Regions from separate parts of the Danio rerio genome. Here region 1 is linked to region 2. Evidence: chromatin contacts called from public Micro-C data. All regions are on one chromosome and are shown on one strand. The core of a region is the stretch at or near the end of the contact, and the rest is flanking DNA. Distances in the headings are between cores, read along the strand shown.

Evidence for each region. Hi-C and Micro-C count contacts between places; a contact is called where the count stands out from the background.
Region 1: a contact with region 2 is called in a Micro-C map of caudal fin, with 4 times the contacts expected there. The contact joins the promoter of epm2a here to the promoter of utrn in region 2. A contact is called at or near these places in 1 of 18 Hi-C or Micro-C datasets (caudal fin) and 2 of 4 datasets of contacts at active chromatin or transcription factors (caudal fin and embryo).

What each region holds. Positions count from the first base shown.
Region 1 is chr23:1,665,207-1,668,935 of GRCz12tu, forward strand. It overlaps epm2a (EPM2A glucan phosphatase, laforin), which reads right to left and starts at 1,403. Exons shown (of 5, transcript XM_005170563.6): 1 at 1,115-1,403; 2 at 332-476. The coding sequence starts at 1,219.
Region 2 is chr23:1,239,769-1,243,334 of GRCz12tu, forward strand. It overlaps utrn (utrophin), which reads left to right and starts at 2,027. Exons shown (of 74, transcript XM_073939633.1): 1 at 2,027-2,344. trnal-uaa (transfer RNA leucine (anticodon UAA)) reads left to right here and starts at 1,121; the gene lies at 1,121-1,203.

The DNA.
Region 1 (3,729 bases), core at 153-2,652, 420 kb after region 2:
ATCAGCTTCCAGAAATGATCAGATGTGCTCCAACATTAGGCACATTCAAATCAAGACTGAACACACATCTGTTTAGCTGTGCCTTTACTGAATGAGCACTGTGCTACTATGCCTTTCTTTTCTTTAATATTCCTTTAAAACCTTTTTTGACACATTGTAGTCTGTCATAATTATTTGTATGCTTTGTTGTTTTTATTTTGTTATACATATATTTTACGTTTCTTAAATTCTTGTTTATGTAAACCACATTGAATTACCATCGTTTTGAAATTGCCTTACCTTTAAAAGTCTTACATTTGACTTGGTGAAACCTGCTGAAACCCTGACTTACCTTCCCAAATGAAGTCCCCATCGACCCGCTTTATGAACTTAAACCACAGCGGATCCGTGAGCGGCTCGGACAGCAGCACATCCCCGGTCCACAGGCACGGCTCCCGGCAGGACCGACCCTGGCTCGGGTTCATCTTCACAGCCCGCTCCAGATCCCACAGATTGAGGTAAAGTTAGTTTTATATTCACACATTCAGACTTTCTCCTTAATAATCTGAATTTCACAAAAATATTCGTCGCAAATTCTGAATACCCTGCTGAAAAATCCAGCTTAAACCTGCCTAGGCTGGTTGGCTGGTTTTAGCTGGTTAACCAGCCTGGTTTTAGAGGGGTTTTGGCCATGACCAGCTAAATCCAGCTAAAACCAGTCTGGTTTAAGCTGGACATAGCTGGTTGTGGCTGGGCTCCCAGCTTGGCTAGGCTGGTCATCTCCCAGCCTGACCAGCTAAGACCAGGCTGGGAATCAGCCTGGAAATGGCCAAACCCCCTCTAAAACCAGTCTGGTCAACCAGCTAAAACCAGACAACCATCCTAAGCTGGTTTAAGCAGTTTTTTTTTTTTTTCAGCAGGGTAGTGAAACATTAACATTTAAGTCAATAAATGTTAATGAACACAGTCAATATTATAAACATTTATTCAGTCAAAATAAATAGTGATAATGTTTTCAAATCATACTTGCATGTGACTTCAGACCGAATATTCAAAGTAGCTGCCATGGTAAACAATATAGGGACAGTGTCACAAGTTTTTGTGTCACACTGTCCGAATTTAAAACCAATTTTACCTCAGTATCCCAGAGCCCCATCTCCGGCCGAGAGCCCAGCACAAACACCTCTATATCAGGACACTCTGGAGTCAAAATAACACCAAACCTGAACACGACCATCATGTCCTGTGCAGTAAACACACACAAAATGCACTTGCACTATAACTGGAGCTGATATTTACGCGTCTTCGGTCACTGACTGGCTAAAATCTGTGCGCTAAAAATACATGCAGTGCTATTGACTTTTAAAGCGATACAACGGCTGAGAGGGAGCAGCCGTGTGTCTACTAAAAACCCCTCTATCTGTGTGGTTGTTTAAATTATGCGCTTTATAAAGCGTTGAATATATCCACATTTACACAGGACGGCAGATGTCAACACTTTACGGCAACTGTGAGTAGCTTCAGTGCCTCTAGAGGGCGCACCGCGGCTCAGACAGGCGAATCCTCCATAGAGATGCATTCAAAACAGGACAAAATGTGCTATTCAGTAGGCTAATTTGTACGCCAAATTTTGTATAACTTTTTACTAAAATTTTTAATATTTTTTTTCTTACACTGCTAACTTGCAATGCAAGTGTATCAATAAAATAACACTATTAATAATTATTATTATTGATTCATTTAATTGTTCTAATTATAATTAATAATTGAATGCCTTGTTTGAATAACCACAATGGATTATGTGTGGAAACATTTTTAAAGAATAAAGCGAAATAGACAGTGATAAACATACATACAGATAGACAGACAGACAGACAGACGGAAAAATAGACAGATGGATGGATGGTCAGATAAATAAACAGACAAACAGACAGACAGACAGACAGGTAGATAGATGGAATAAAATGAAAAAGAGATATAGACATAGAGAGATAGATAGATAGATAGATAGATAGATAGATAGATAGATAGATAGATAGATAGATAGATAGATAGATAGATAGATAGATAGATAGATAGATAGATAGATAGATGGACGGATGGATGGTCAGACAAATAGACAGACAGATGGATGGACGGATAGATATATGGTCAGACAGATAGGCGGGTTTGATGCCATGTCCCCTTTTAAAAATCGTAAATTTTCATACAATTCAACTAGAGCTGCACAATATATCTAGTTTCAGCATTGATCTCACATTGTGCGCATTCACAAGTCACATCACAGGATCTGCATATTAAATTGAGTTAATAGTTGAGTAGAAGTTGTAATCATCAGAGTAAAATGTATAATATGCATGTGCTTTAAAGGTGCAGTATGTAAGTTTGACACCCAGTGGTTGAACGAGGCATTGCACACCTTGTTGAAAGCGCACGCAAGCGCAGGTTGCCAGATTGAAGACACCAACAGGAGCGAGCCTAAAGGCTGATTTGAACCATTTTCTAACTAAAAGCAGCGGCATGCGATAGAAGAAATATTTTCCATAATAAAAGTAGTTTTTGTACTAACCAACACCTGAAATTTATATTTTAGATACGGCTTTTAACTCTTACAGGTAAACAACAGAAAAAATGGCAATGATCAGCTCAGGTACAGCTCATGTGCATGGTCCCTCTCAGTGTCAACCTTTAAACCAGAGACACGCTGAGATTGTGGCTTTTGCATCTCTTCTCGCATGTGCAAAATACTGTTGTCTTGGACCTCCCCACAAACCCCCTCTATTTCATTGTGGCGTAAAGATTTAAAAACTTGAGAAAATTAAAATATCAGAGGCAGGGGAGAAGTTTTTTTTTTTTTTTTTTTTTGAAAAACAACAATTTATTGCATTCTTTAATCATTTAAAAACCTTACATGTGGATTGAGTGAAAGTACATGTGTATGCATGTATGTAAATGGTTTGTTATTATAATTTTTTCTCTGTATTTGTAGTTGTTTTGCTTATTATTATTTTGTTTATTTTATTTATTTACTTATTTATTTGCAGATGATGATTGTTTTATTTGGGGATTGTTTTTTGGGTTGTTATAAAATGTAAAAAGCTATATGCAAGAATAAAAATTCCATTACGAAAAAAAAAAAAAAAAAATATATATATATATATATATATATATATATATATATATATATATATTTATATATATATATATATATATATATATATATATATATATATATATTTATACATATATATATATATATATATATATTTATATATATATATATATATATTTATATATATATATTTATATATATATATATATATATATATATATATATATATTTATATATATATATTTATATATATATATATATATATTTATATATATATATATTTATATATATATATTTTATATATATATATATATATATATATATATATATATATATATATATATATATATATATATATATATATATATTTCATTTCCTTGGGCTGGTCTGATTCTTCTTATTTAAAAACACCACGCCAAAATAAAGATAATAAAATATATATATTTTTAATTCATAAGTCAAACCCTCCAACACATGCACCTCCGACCAAACTGCATTTGCAATTTCTTAAATCCTAAACAATCCACTTAAATACCAGAAAAACAGACTTCATATAACATGGCTTCTGTAATACAATATATGGACTGCATTACGAAAAAAACAAACAAAAAAACACTTCATTTCCATTTAAAATGAAC
Region 2 (3,566 bases), core at 777-3,276:
TGGGCCATTTTCAGGCTGGTTTCAGCCCTTTTCAGCCTGGTCTTAGCTGGTCAGGCCGGAATTTGACCAGCTAAAACCAACTTGACCAGCCTGCTTTAGGCTGGACATAGCTGGTTTTGGCTAAGCTCTCAGCCTGGCTAGGCTAGTCAAGCTGATTTAGCTTGTCATCTACCAAGCTAACCAGCAAAGGCTGGAGATGGCCAAAACCCTCTAAAACCAGGCTGGTCGACCAGCTAAAACCATCCAACCATCCTAGGCTGGTTTAAGCTGGATTTTCACACACCAGTGTATCTTCTTTTTTGTTCAACAGAAGAAACAAAAGGTTTAACTTTAGAGAAAGTGGAGGATGAGTAAATGATGACAGAAAATTTGGAGTGAGCTATCCCTACATAAATTCATCTTCTCTCCTCAAATAGATCAAGTATTAGCAATTACAGACACGAGTAGCTACTGAAACACTTTCACTTTTTTTCCAAACAACCTGATTTTATTTCCTCTTTCACTTCAGAAAAGCAGAAACAATCCAAACCGTCTGTGTGTGGCACTTACGTGGAGGCAGGGCTGAGTTATGAGGGTTTACCATGGATTTACCAACAGTCTAAGTCACAGCTTTTTCTGATTTGATTAAATATTCAAAATACCGTATTTGCAGTTTCAAAACATAATGTAACACAGGAATCTTGTTCTCTTTTTACTTTCGAAATATTGTTACAACATACGCTTGCGTAAGGAGCCTGGATGTTTGCATTAGCTTTAACTTACTTCTTAGCGCTCTTTCTAACTGTGAGACAAACGTCAAACAATATAACCTCATTGTTGTAAAAACGACTTAAAATATCGCATTATAAAAATGGCTAGATTTATAAATAGTCTTCAATCGTGTACGCTAGTTAAAAATCAAACGTATATAAACGTTTTGGTTGTTTTTGTAAGCGAGTCCACTAGCATGCTAACAGTCAGTTAGCAAGCTGCAACTCGGTTGTAAATATGACAGTAAAGTCTGCATGAACAGCATGCATAGATTACATAAATTTCACATCTAGACATACATAGTTTGATATTCCCATGGCTGATTGCTGTTCACATATAAGGTCTTCTGGCTTTAAAGAAATGTATGTTCACCAGGATGGCCGAGTGGTTAAGGCGTTGGACTTAAGATCCAATGGACATATGTCCGCGTGGGTTCGAACCCCACTCCTGGTAAAACACTTTTTAATCTGCTTTACTGTAACAAGAATGAAGATAAACTTACGGCTTGCAGTACACATGAGGAGTAAAACATGCCGGAAAATTAAGATTCTTGAGGTTTTTGCGGAATGTTGTATGGCATTGAATCATGTATGTTGACAAACCCTGGATGAATAGATGGATGGATGGAGGACAGGAGGTAAGGTGAGCACTAATGAACAGCACCTAGGACAGAGCTGTAGGAATGGACACAGCAGGTAACACTAATGCCCGAAGGAGAGGAAAAATCCCCAATAAAACCAATAAAATATAATGTTAAATCAGTGTATTATACTGCCTCCTATTGGTGAACTAAAGGTAGCGTTTGTTAAAAGAATGTACGACACACACACACACACACACACACACACACACACACACACACACACACACACACACACACACACACACACACACACACACACACACAATTATATAAATAAATAATAAATAATATTGAAATGCAGGATAAATGATCTGTTATATAATAAACATAAATAAGATGCATGAAATCTGATGTGTCATAATGATTCCTTTAATTGTTTTTCGATAAATAGTGTATTAAACTGTGTAAATACATTATTATAACATATACATTTTGCCAGTCTTAATTACGCACACACAAAATAAACAAATTTAACATATAATAACTAACTGGTGAACGACAAGCGCGTCCACAAAATGATCCACACACATCTTATTTCCACACGGGGGCGCGCGCGCTTCGTCAATCCAGCGTGAGTGTCGGTCGCGCGCTTCGTAACGTCACGCGTCCATCATTCCCATAGGCGGAGCTGCCGGAGTGGCTGTGCGCGTGCTCGTGCTCGGGACGCGCAGTAACTCTCCTTTTGTTATTCATGAGTAAAAGGAAACTTTGTGGCAGAGTAAAGTACTCCAGGAGCGCCAAAAGCAGCCGAGCCGGATAACTTTGAGGATTTCTGCATGGAGTTGTGAGTGTCCAGCCAAAGGGAGATCCGGGAGGGCTGTGTTTTGGGTTTGTTTCTTTGGTGTGGAGCGCTGAACAACAACATGCCCTAATAAGAGTCAATGATTCATTATTTACTCAATGAGATAATAAAGTCACGGAGCTGCATTCACAGATTCAACACGCAGAAAGGTGAGAGATGATATCATAATATGAGCTGTTTCTCATGTTTGTTGAATTGTGGACCCATAAACACGACTCAACTGAGCACTGAAGTTGTTAAACTTAATAACAAGCGGGTGGATGAATGAAAGATGTGCTTCTGTCAGATGTTTGGTCAGTGTCTTCAGTGTTTATTACACTGACCTACAGTTAATCATGTGTTACTTCATTTAAGTTTCATCAGTACAATGTTGTTGGAAAGTTAATCAACAAACTTGCTGACTGATGGTTAGGCAAAGGTTGGGTTGGGTTTGGTTTAACCTAGTTAGGGTTGAGAGTACAGTTAGGAACAAATTTAGGGATTAGCCAAAGCTAATATAAAGAGAAATACTACAGTGATCTATTCTTAATACAATAGTGTGTTTAACATTATCCTTCACAGTCAATTAAATAGTGCTAATGTTGTTTTGATGTCATACTTACATGTGATTTCAGACACAATATTCAAAGTAGTGTTGTAAACAATACTTAAATGCCGAATAGTAACAATATAGCGATTATTATTAATCTGTATTAGCCTTCTTGACTATTTTATTGAACGCCAAAGTCTTCAAGTAGCTTTGTAAACAGGATTTATATAAACAGAAATGCAGAATAATAACTTTATAATTATTATTATAAGCCTTTTAAACTTCTGTTTAACTCATTTATTGAACGCCTAATTCTGAATGTCTGAGTATAACATCAGCTTTACCTTAATATTGTGATTATGTAGGGTTGGGAACAAATTTTAGGATTAGTTAAAGCTGATATAAAGAATATACCAGTAATTTACTGTAATCACTGTAGTGTTTTCAACCATGCCATTGCAAAGTGTACGATTCTGTATATACTATGGTATGTTAATGAATGCTACAGCATACTGTAGTATCAACTATAGTGAACTGAATCTAAACACTGTTTATTTCACTGTTATTAAACACAGTTACCACTGTATTGTAGTGTAATGTACAAGCGCAGTATTGGTTAATTTGTTTATGTTACCACATGGCTGTTTAGAGATGTCACAAAAGAATATGTGCGAGAAAAACTCCAACTTTATTAACAATATTAAAAGTAGCTTTGTAAACAGTATTTATATATGCATAAATACAGAATAATAACTTTATAGTTATAAATCTGTATTAGCCTTTTAAACTTCTGCTTAACTAATTCTGAATGTCTGAGTATAACACCAACTTCACCTCAGTGT